Regions from separate parts of the Rattus norvegicus genome. Here region 1 is linked to region 2. Evidence: chromatin contacts called from public Hi-C data. All regions are on one chromosome and are shown on one strand. The core of a region is the stretch at or near the end of the contact, and the rest is flanking DNA. Distances in the headings are between cores, read along the strand shown. Region 1 holds the start of Sin3a (SIN3 transcription regulator family member A). Region 2 holds the start of Snupn (snurportin 1).

Evidence for each region. A called contact is a pair of places that touch in the nucleus more often than the background predicts.
Region 1: a Hi-C map of kidney shows a contact between it and region 2, with 3 times the contacts expected there. The contact joins the promoter of Sin3a here to the promoter of Snupn in region 2. A contact is called at or near these places in 8 of 12 Hi-C or Micro-C datasets (the Rat2 cell line, frontal cortex, hepatocytes and 5 more) and 1 of 1 datasets of contacts at active chromatin or transcription factors (oligodendrocytes).

Annotation. Positions count from the first base shown.
Region 1 is chr8:66,378,106-66,383,907 of GRCr8, forward strand. It overlaps Sin3a (SIN3 transcription regulator family member A), which reads left to right and starts at 3,678. Exons shown (of 21, transcript NM_001395640.1): 1 at 3,678-3,814. LOC120094171 (a long non-coding RNA gene) reads right to left here and starts at 4,161. Exons shown (of 3, transcript XR_005488213.2): 1 at 3,903-4,161; 2 at 3,142-3,306; 3 at 2,369-3,027.
Region 2 is chr8:66,240,198-66,245,594 of GRCr8, forward strand. Snupn (snurportin 1) reads left to right here and starts at 3,930. Exons shown (of 9, transcript NM_001004270.1): 1 at 3,930-3,943.

The sequences.
Region 1 (5,802 bases), core at 2,428-4,927, 140 kb after region 2:
CCCTGAGCGTTTGTTTCTGCCGGCAAACTTGGAGGGTCGTGGGCGCGCTCTGGGGAGGCGGGGGCACTGTGGGCTCGCGGTTGTTAAGGACTCTGGGGGCGGGGGCAATGCTGTATTTGCTAGGAGCCGGAGAGGTTCCAGCCACTAGCATGGGAGCCGCCGGTGTGTACGAACTCCTGAACCACGGCAATTTAGCAAGTATTCGGCGCCAGTGTGGGCTAGGCTGCGATCTGACGTGGAGCGCTTGCTGAGTGTAGGAAAAGCTCTAGGAACTCGGCAGATTCAATTCGCGGCCCCAGCTGATCCCCTCGCAAACATGGAGCTGCCTCCTTCCCCGCCCACCTCACGGCGGCGGCTACTGCTCCCCCTCCCTCCCCTCCCGCCCTGAGTAGTGTGCAGCCGGGGCTCCCTCTTCCGCGAGGTGCCGCTGCGTGCCACTGGGCCGCGTACGGGGTGGGGGCAGCCTTGTATGCGCGCGCGCTCACGAGGGGGTGGCCTGAAAGGGGCAGTGAAGGTCGGAAACTGGGAAAACAGACTCCACGCTTGGAATAGGGAAAAGGAAATGCATCAGCGGGCGGGGAGGGGCGCGCCTGTCAGCCGGATGGCGGCTGCGGGCGGAGAGGCGGGGCGCCGAAGCAAATTGCGGGCAGTGGCGGTGCTGGCGGGGAGGGGAGGCTCAGGGCCAGTCCTCCAAGTGCGCGGCCATCTCTGCCTCCGTAGCCTGGCCAAGACTGTTTACTATCTCCTGCAGGGAGCTTGTGCAACCGGCCTGGAGGGGACCCGAGAGGGGCGGGGACATTTCCTCTTCCACCCACTTCGGGCTCTCCAGAGGCTCCGCCTTCTCTTGTCTTTCACTGGTTAAATTCGAGTCCCTCTTTCCCTTCTTGTGTATGCATTGGATGATATTCTTTAGAGCTCCGCCTATCCGGAGGTTGGACTGGAGTTTAAGTTGCTAAAAATTTTTTTTCTTCGAAGGGCGGAGGGAGGATTCCTGGGGCTTACTTGAGGTACAAGCCCCCGCCCCTGCTTTTGATTGGCCAATTGGATAGGCCTTCCCCTTCTGGGACAAGCTAGGAGGGGACGTCCTCCGGCTCCCTCCCCCCCTTTCTCATGAGCGCGCTCGGCACATGGTTGAGGCCCTTCTAGCTCCCATCAACTTCCCTCCCGCCCGGAAGTCTCAGGCTCCGCGCCCTTATTTAGGGGGGCGGGGAAAGCCTTGGAGGCACACAAAGATTCTTCCGAGTCTAAAGATCTGCTAGCCCTCGAGGTGAAGCTCCACAATTGCGCTGTTGCTCCAGAAAGTGTAGCTCCCGGGCTGCTGCACGGAGGGGAGGGAATGAGTTCTAACCTCCTCCCGGTCAACTTTTGCTGCCTTTCTCTATGCCCCTTGACTTCCTTAAATTTAAGTTTGAGAAAGCTTGGATGTTGGCCGCATCCTTAATTCCTTGTGCAAGGCAATCGTGATCCTTAGTCGGCGGAATCTAAGATTATGACAACCTAGAGATGGAACCTTAGGCAAGATCTACGAAACCTCGGTCTCTGCAGTCAAGGGAAGTCCGGGAGGCCTGTTTCTAGCAAGGATTCGGGGGTATTCGTTGATACCATGGTGGGAGTGCTGTACATTATGTGGTAGGTACCCCGTCTGGTGGGTAAGGCAGTTCAGTTAAGGATAGGCATCTGTCAGTTTTGGAGTGCTACTTCAGCCTGGGACGATTTAGCTGTTTTTTTTTTTGTTTGTTTTGTTTTTTCTTATTTTTAAAGCCCTGTCCTGGAACAGGGCTTGGCTTGTTACCGGTGTGGCTGACCGGTGTGGCTGCTCCCACCTGTCGGCCACTCTTGGAGTTCACAACTCTTTACTATGGCCTCACGGCGTGAAGCCATCCTAGGACTGAGACCCACCTGTTGCCAACACTTGTTTATGGCTGTCTCCGTAGGATTACAGGAGAGCAGCACTGGATTTACGAAACGGTTCCCGGTGTTGTATCTCTTGGGGACATTCGACTCTAGGGAGGATTTTTTTCCCTTTGCTCTAGAGCGCGGGAAGACTAACCCCGCCTAACCTCACACGGCGCAGCAAAAGGCTCCCCAAAGCAAGGTCGGCATCGGTCCTACGCCTTATTAGTGAATAAATGAAAGGAATTAGGTATCTCAAAGCACTTTATATGTTTAGGCATTGTTACCTACCAAGAAGGCTTAGAGACCGCCATTAACTCATTCTGCCAAGGAGGCCATGGATACCCCTCACATTTTTTTTTTGAAGGGGCTGGCCTAGGAGACACTATTCCTGCCCTATCGAGGATAGTTGCGATTACAGGCTCTTCCCTTTGAACAGTCGTTTTTAAGACCATATCCTTCACACAATCTGGAATTTTTACTCGTTATCTGAATGTGAATGCACACTCAAGGTTTATTTATACAGTGGTCTGTGTGAGCTTTTCTGCATCCCTTCCTCCAGTTTAAAATGTCCCTGGATCTACCCGGCCGACCTGGAATACATTTTTTTTTCTCTCATGCTCCGCCTTCCGGAGGCTTGCCCAGGCGGTGACATTTAAAGGCCTCCGCTGGGTTATCTCCGCCCCCTGAGGGCTGCGGATTCTGGTTGTCCCAGTGTCACAGTATGCAGCCGGCTCTGGCGACTGGCTAGTAATATCTGGGTTTTTTGTATCAGATTAGAGCTCCAGACATTAATTTTGGAGTCGGCTTGCTGAAAGTAGCTGCTGAGTGCTCCAGATGGCTGTGTTTAGAAGACCGTGAAAGTGTAAAAATAAGTGGGTAGGAAGGACGAGGCTTTCTGTCATTGTTTTGGTTAATCCTCCAATGGTGGTAATACTACTGCCTTTTCCTTTTCAAATCTCAAAGCCTCCGGTTTCGACCGCTGCGCTGCGCGCCATCTCCGGTCCCGGCCTTGGAACGCTGAGCTTCAGTCTCCAGTGTAAACATTCCACAAAAGGACTGCTAAGGTTCAGCATCCTCGCGCAGGGCGGAATGGTCTCCTTCCTGGACCGGCGCCGTGTCCAATGGCGGCTCCTACCGGCGCCAAGATAGTCCAATCAGATCTTTGGGGGCGGAGCCTGGCCCAGCAGTGTAGTGGGTGGAGTCGGCCTCACTTAAGGACATTTTTACCCCACATTGGTTACTTACCTTCCTAGGGCTATGAGAGAAGCAAAGGTAGTCTTCCAATGCGGGAACCGGCGGAGGCGGGAGCCGATTTGTTAGGCCTGTGGCTGGGGCGGTATGGGGAGGGATATGTGAGACTCTCCAATGAGATGTGACGAGGTACCCTTCTTCCTCCAATAGTATTGGAGCCTGGAGGAGGGATTCGGCAATCAGTCTCCAATAGGCGGGGTTGAGTTAGGGACTCTCCCCGCCAATAGGGGCGTGGAGAAGGTGAGCGGCTTGCTCTCCCCTCCCAGCGAGGGAAGAGGGCGGGAATAGGCCTTTGCGGCACGGTGATTGGCTAAACCATTGACGGATGGGTAATATATCCCGTGGCGGAGCGAGGTTAAGCCTTCCCTCGGCGGGGCGGGCCGGGAGAGTGGGCGGGATTTCCCGGGTAACAGAGAAGCGGCCGCGGCGGTAGAGGCGGCAGAGACGGTTTCTCCATCTTCCCCCCTCCCCTTCCCCCCTTAGAGTTTCCCTCCCTCCCTCCCTCCTTCCCAGTCTGGACACCCAGGCCTGTGACCGCTTCGTAGGCGCAAAGGAGGTTGCCAGTCCGCTCTTGCGGGCCTGTGCCCGCGCCGTTCCGGGGCCTCCGTGCTGGGTGCGAGGCTCACGCCGGGAGCGACGCGCAGGCTGAGTGGCTGGAGCTTTTGCGGTGAGAGCACGCCGCGTCGCGGTCTGCCCAGCAGCTGGGTGGCGGGTAACCCGGGACTGGAGGGCGTGTGTTTTTCGGGGGGGCTGACCTCGGCTTCCCGTGCGTGGCTGTGGGGGGCGGAGCGGAGCCGCACTCAGTGCGGGAGGGGGAGGAGAGCGTAGTCCCGGTGCGCACGGAGGGGCGGGCCCTAGTCCCGCCGATCAGAGGCGGGGCCGGCGCGCGTGCGGTGGTGGAGAAAGGGGCGGGGCGGGCTGGGACTAAAGGCCCGCGGCCGTGGCCCCGCCCCTTCTCCCCTTGTGGGCGGGGACACGGGTTGTACTGCTTTGGGTCCGCGGGGTGTGCGGGACGAGAAGAGGGTCCCGGCGTGTGGCTTTTAGGGCGCGGCGGCGAGGGGGCGTGAAGCCTGTGTTCCCCCGCCTTAGCGGGATCCGGTTGGCCGGAAGGCGCGTCCGGGGCTGTGATGCCACGCCCCTCCCGCCCCGCCCCCGCCGGGATTTCCGCCTCCTTAGCTGTGAAGCATAGCTGGGGAAAGCCCGCTGTAGCGTCTGGCAGGGGTCAGGGTTCCGTGTCTGCCCCGCCCTGCGTCCCTGTAGGTGGGAAGGCCGCTTGTAGACTGGGAGCGGTGGAGGTGTCCCGACTTTCTGCTGTGGCTTCTCCATCCATTCTGCTTGGGGCATCGTGGCCCGGAGCTGTAGTCTCTACTTTGCTTCACGCATCGTGAATGGCGCCTTAAAAGCTATGGAGAGTAGAAGCGTGGTCAGCTGCTCCTCTTAGTTGTAATTATTGGGACGAGAAACTCAGCGTCCTCTCTGGAGTGTCTGCGGTGGGGTGCGGCTGGTGCTGGGCCCATGCTTCCCCGCCAGTGGCCGGTGGGGGAGGGGCAGCGTACTCAGAGACTGAGATTCTGGAGGGCGCCAACCTTTCCTAGAGTTCCCTTGGTGTTCAGCTACTGTGCCTTAACAGAGCTAAGCTGTGCACCCATGGGTAGATAGCTAAAATTTGCTACCATTTTTGGTACCTCAGGACTTTAAACTCAGTTTGCCGTTCCAGCTCCTTATAAAGCTGAGACTGTATTTCTAGAGAAAGGATTGAATTTACTTCTTAATCTTAAAACTGGTCTTTGGCAGAGATGATATTTGAAGATGATTGTGTGTGTCGGAGTTTATTTAAGGCACATAAGTATTGCTTCACCACTAGGTTATACCCCAGGGCTGATTTTTTTTCCTCTAGTCAGAATTTTTCTTTTTAATTTAAGTAAAATACTTTGATTTCTTGATTTTTTTTTAACCTACAGAAGGTTTTGTTATATAAGCTTAGCTGCACAAAGGTAACTTAAAATTTTGTGTTCTCTTTTAGTTTTATGTAATTGTTAGTCCTTAAAGATCTTTTTAGATGCTAAGTAGGTTGAACCTTATGAAACCTATGTGTAGCATGACCTCCCAACCTGTGTTACTTTGGCCATTGTGGATTTATTGCACAGGTAACCTTATTAGGTGGGTTGGTGTTAGCTGATCTTATTTAGAGAACTTTTTATGAAAAGTAAACACTGAATCCTTAATTTATGTATTGATGTCTGAATGAGTATGTATAAACCACTTTTAAAAAAGATTTATATTAAAGTGTGCGTGCGTGTGTAAGGCCAGAATAGGATGTTAGATCCCCTGTAGGTGGAGTTAACAGGTGGTTATGAGCCACCCGACATGGGTTCTGGGAACCCAACTTAGGTCCTTTTGCACGAGCAGTCTGCAGTCTGTATTGAGCCGTCTCTAACCCCATCGTTTATATGTAATTTCTGAAGCTAAATTCTGGATTTGTCCTTTGTTCAGTAGAGGCTGAAAACCATGCCCTGTGCCGTACATAATGAAGAGGTTAAATATTCACTTTTCAGCTAAAAAAGTGACAACAGCAGTAGTAACAGAATTGAGGTGGAGGCCAAAAGATAAGAACTTGGGTGTCTTACAGATGTAGCACATTGAAAACGGTAGTAG
Region 2 (5,397 bases), core at 2,680-5,179:
GAGGCTAATCTCTTGAGTTCGAGGCCAGTCTGATCTGTAGAACAAGTTTCAGGACAGCAAGGCTGCACAGAAAAACCCTGTCATTGGATGCCTTTGGAGCTTGCTGGAGTTACAGGAAGTGTCAAACTTCCTAATATGGGTGCTGGGAATTGAACTCAGGTTCTCTGGAAGACCAGATATGCTCTTACCTGCTGTGCTGGCTAGCTGTCGGGTCCCTTGGAGCTGGAATTATGTGTTAATGAGATGTCTGGTGCGAGTGATGGGGCCCAGTCTCCTTAAGTCTTCTTACCTGCCAGGCTATCTCCAGCTCCGCACACATTTCATACACTTCTTTTTCAATAGAGTCACTAGAGTTCAGGGATCCTCAATTAGGAAAATGACTCCATGAGATTGGGCAAGTTTGATCTTTACCATGAGGATATATTTCTCCTTTTGTCTTTGCACATGACTACTTAACCAGCAACAACCCAACAACCAATCAGGGCTCTAGCATTTATATACCCTCTGAAATGCTCTCTTCTGCCTTCTTTGGGTAGCAGGTATATATACTTGTGGTACATACACATATATTTAGGCAAATCATGCACACAGACTAAAAATAAATCTTTTTTTCCTCTATTTTTTAAAAAAGATTTATTTATTATTTATATCAGTACACTGTAGCTGTCATCAGACACACCAGAAGAGGGCATCAGATCTCATTACAGATGGTTGTGAGCCACCATGTGGTTGCTGGGATTTGAACTCAGGACCTCTGGAAGAGCAGTCAGTACTCTTAACTGCTGAGCCATCTCTCCAGCCCCCTAAAAATAAATCTTTATAAACAAGAACAATATCTAGAAATTGGGTCTTGTGTAGATCTGTAATCCAAGCTTCTTGGATGATAAAGCTGGGAATTATAAGATTAAACCTTCCTAGATTTTTTTTTTTTCTGGAGGACCACTGAGCTAAATCCCCAACCCAAACCTTCCTAGATTTAAGTGTAAGTCTGTGCTAGTCTAGGCAACTTCATGAGACCCACAAAGGACTGGCTATAAAGGGCTAAGGCTTCCTTTAGATTAATGGATGGCTCAGTTAGCCAGTGAAAAGCACTTAGAATGTGAGTCTTAGGGTTTAGTCCCCAGTACCCTGAAATGAAAAATAAATACAATGAAAATAGAATTATAAATTTAATATTAACTGGCCTCTCTTGCTGACTGAATACATTTAACCTGATGTCAGCTGACTGTTGAAAAGGAGGAAGAAAAATGGGACGTGCTGTATACACTGTAATCTCAGAACTTCAGAACAGATGAAGGATCAAAGGTCATCCACTACTTGTATCGTTCCTGACCAGCCTAGGCTGCACAAGACTTTTGAAACTATCCCTACCCTTCAAACTCCCAAAAAGAAGGAAGATGAAGCCAGGCATGGTGCATTCCACTGAACACATCAGTAAGAGATGTTATAGACTCACATTCCAGTTATTCAAGAGACTGAGGCAGGAGTGGCCAGTGACCTGCCTTCATATCCTCAGGGTCTTGACATGAGGTTAGAACTTAAATAAAGGTGAAAATTAAACCAAAGGAATCTTGGGTAAGGTGGTCTCTAATAAGATGTTGGAGCAGTGTCAAATCTCTATCCAGGAAAATGTTTCTTCCTCTGCTGGCACCAGGCTTCAGGTTTTTCCTTCTCCCAACATGTGATTCCTGAAGAAATTCCAATTCCCAGTAGCCCAAAATATATTTGTCTCTTCACTTGCCAGGACTTCTATCTGCCCCTCTGGTGGCTCTGCCTTGGGAACTCAGATGTCTGCTGCATTTTGGTTTCCGAAGTTTCTGCAGGTCTGCAGTTTGCTCTGTTTCAGCACTCACTCAGTCTGGCCTGGTGGCATTTTCTTTTCTTTTTTTGCTTTTTGAGACATGGTCTCACTATGTTGCTCTAATTGTCTTGGAACTTAGCAGGCTTCTCTTAAACTCATAGAGGTCTGCTTGCCTCTACTTCCCAAGTGCTGGAATTAGAGACATGGTGCCAACATGCTAGCTGGCATTTTCCCCCCTTTGGTTATGAACCACTGTTCCAACTCTAAATCCTACAGTTTAGGTTCCTGAGTTGGGATTTTTCTTTTTTTCTTTTTTTTTTTTTCCCCTTTTCTTTTTTTCGGAGCTGAAAAAATTGAATTCAGGAAGAACAGCCAATGTGCTTAACTGCTGAGCCATCTCTTCATCCCCTCTGTGTTAGTTTATGAGACAGGATCTCATGTGGCCCAGGTTGGCTTCAAACGTGTCACAGAGCCAAGACGTTACTTGAAATCCTAATTCTTCTGCCTCTACCTCTCAAGTGCCTATTATTACAGTCAAGGGCCACCACAACCTGTTCCTGTTATCTTATTATTATTTTTAAAGATTTATTTATTTTATTTGTTCTGTATTCTATTGAGATTGGCAGTGGTGTGGAGGCTTCAATACTGATAATCAAACTTGCTCCCGGTCTTTTGAGGACAAAACTGTGACTTCATGGTGGCCACCTCCCTGGGTCTGCTCAGACCCTTTATCTTGCTAATGTGATTTTCTGAATGACATGGTCATTCAGAAATTGGTCAGTCCTTGAAGGCACTAGCTGCGGGATAGTGGCTCCTTGGTGCAGTAAGTCTGGTCCTGTCTACTTTGGAGTTCTCTCTCAGTACAAGCTGTAACCTCTTCCGACAGACCCAGGACTCTAGCTTCCCAGTTGTTACCTGGGGAGGCCGGCCAGTCTTGGGGGGTGGGGTGGGGTCTCGGATTTGGCCATATTTCTGTCGTCGTATTCTAGGCAGTCTGGGCTGAACTCAGGAGGATCACTCTCTACAGAAACAACAGAAGAGGGCACCGCATCCCATTACAGATTGTTGTGAGCCACCATGTGGTTGCTGGGAATTGAACTCAGGACCTCTGAAAGAAGTTAGTGCTGTTAACCGATGGGCCACCTCTCCAGTCCATCCTGCTATTTTTATACATGTATATTTTGTCATTTCTTTTTGAGGCAGGAACTCACAGATATATGCCTGCCTCTGTTTCCTGAGTGCTAGGATTAATGGCTTGCGCCAGATACCACCACCACCACCCTCTCCAAATTACTCCCTCCCGGCCACCCACAGGACTCCTTACTTTCCAGGAACTCTGAAGACTCTGTGTCCTCTAACATAGAGATCTGCCTATCTGTCTCTTGAGTGCTGGTATTAAAAGGCATGCGCTAGCACTATCACAAGTCTTGTTTTCACCTCCCACCTACCCACTCTGCTGAGCTACATCCCTACCCACACCCGGGTTCATTGAGGCGTTAGAAGCAACGCATCTGGCTCTCATTATAAGCACTGGGTAAGTAGCAAGCCTGTTTTCATTTTACATCCTAGCAGTCTTACCCTGCAGACACGGTTTATGGGTTTGGTCTGGTCCACTCATTTAGTCACTTTCACATCGGACTCAAGTGCTGAACGCTACCTCTCAGGAATCGAATCAGGGCCCTTTCGCGTCGTGTTAGAAGGGATAATGGGGAAAAAAAGTTTATTAGTTCGAAACTTGAAAGTCATTGAGAAAACCACAGAAGCAAGACAAAGGGGCTGTCGCCGCAACTCTGCAACTTGGGCAGACCTGGGAAGGTGGCGGCCATGAAGTCACAGTTTTGTCGGTGAAAGGACACGGGGCAAGTTTGCGATCAGTACTGAAGCTTCCGCGCCACTGACAATATCACTAGAATCTCGAACAAACCCTAAACCAAATCTGAAAGCCCCTTCCTGGCGAGAAGCGTCCCTTAGCTCAGGGCGGAAGTAATGGCCTGCCGCGACTCAACTCCCGCGATGCACCGCGGCAGGCGGAGCCGGAAGTTTGCGTGACAAGTCTGAGGGGGCGTGCCTAGCTCCGCTAGGGCACCTAATTGGTCAATCGGCGTAGGCACCAGCGGCGTGCGCGAGTGGCACCTTGGTGTGGTAAGTCTGGCCTTGTCTACTTTGGAGTTCTCTCTCAGCGCAAGCTGTAACTTCTTCCGACGGATTCTGGCTTCACCGCTGTTACCTGTGGAGGCCGGCCAGTCTTGCGGGTCTCGGATTTGGCCATCTTTCTGTCGTCGTATTCCAGACAGACTGGCCCTAACTCATGAGGAACATTAATGTGTAGCAAGGCGAATTCTATAACCGAGAAACAGACAACTCCATTGCCAGAGAGACAGCAGAGGGGAGGACGGCAGAGTTCACGGACGCGTGGTGGGAGCATCTGTAGCGCTGGAGAAGAGGCTTGGTGGGCCTGACACTTAAGAGTTCGTTTGCTTCTTTCCTCGGCCTCCTGCCTTGCTGCTTTGCAGGTGTATGCCACCTAGGGTACCGTTAGGGACCGTTTCAATGGCATACTGAGGGGGAAGCGCAGTAATTATCTACCGAATACTCCCCGTTATATTACAAAGACTGTAATGCACACCTTAAATTCACACTGATAATGGCACTTTTAACAAATTTTCTAAGAAAGCACTCTTAGCTGGGCGCGGTGGCGCACGCCTTTAATCTCAACGCTCAGTAGGCAGGCAGAGCTCTATGAGTTCGAGGCCAGCCTGGTCTACAAGGCGAGTTCCATTACAGCCAGGTGTGTTACATAGAAAACCTGTCCCGAAAAAAACAAAACAGAAGAAAAATATGTTTAATGTCTTAAGAATATAGGAATGCAGCTTTCTTTTTTCTCCTGGGTTATGTATGACCCAAGGCTTGGTGCAAATATGGTGCATACTTGGCAAGTACTTTACCAACTGAGGTATAGCACCATCCTTTATTTTTCCTATTTATTTTCATGGGTCATGTATGCATATGTGTATGTGTGTTTTGCCTTAGTGTATCAGCACCATTTGGGTGCAGTGCTGGGAGGAAAGTCAGAAGAGGGCTCCAGTTCCCTGGAACTGGTTTCCAGGTGGTCATGAATCACCGTGTGGAACGCAGGTCCTCTGGAAGAGCAACCAGTACTCTTAATCTAATGGCTGAATCATCTCTCCAGTACCCTTCCACCCTAGATCCTATCCTGTCCTGCCCAGTCTTGCAGGGTGGAAACAGTTGATAACAATGTAAAAATACTTTCCACTGCAGAACTGTATATTTGAGGTTAAGATGGTGAATTCATGTTTACTAACCTTGCTCCACCCCCAAACCAATCAAAACCAAGCACTGTCACTGAGCTACAAAGCCAACTGCACAGCTACGTTGATGCAGAACCGGGAGTTGGACCTAGGGGCATCACATATGCAAAGGAGACAACTCCTTTATTGAGCTATAATTCCAGCTACCCCCTTTTAAAAAGATTAAGTTTATTATTTATGTGCCTAACTATATGTATGTGTACCATGTGCTTGCCTGGTGCTCACAGAGACCAGGAGAGGGTATCAGATTTGTTGTGAACCACTGTA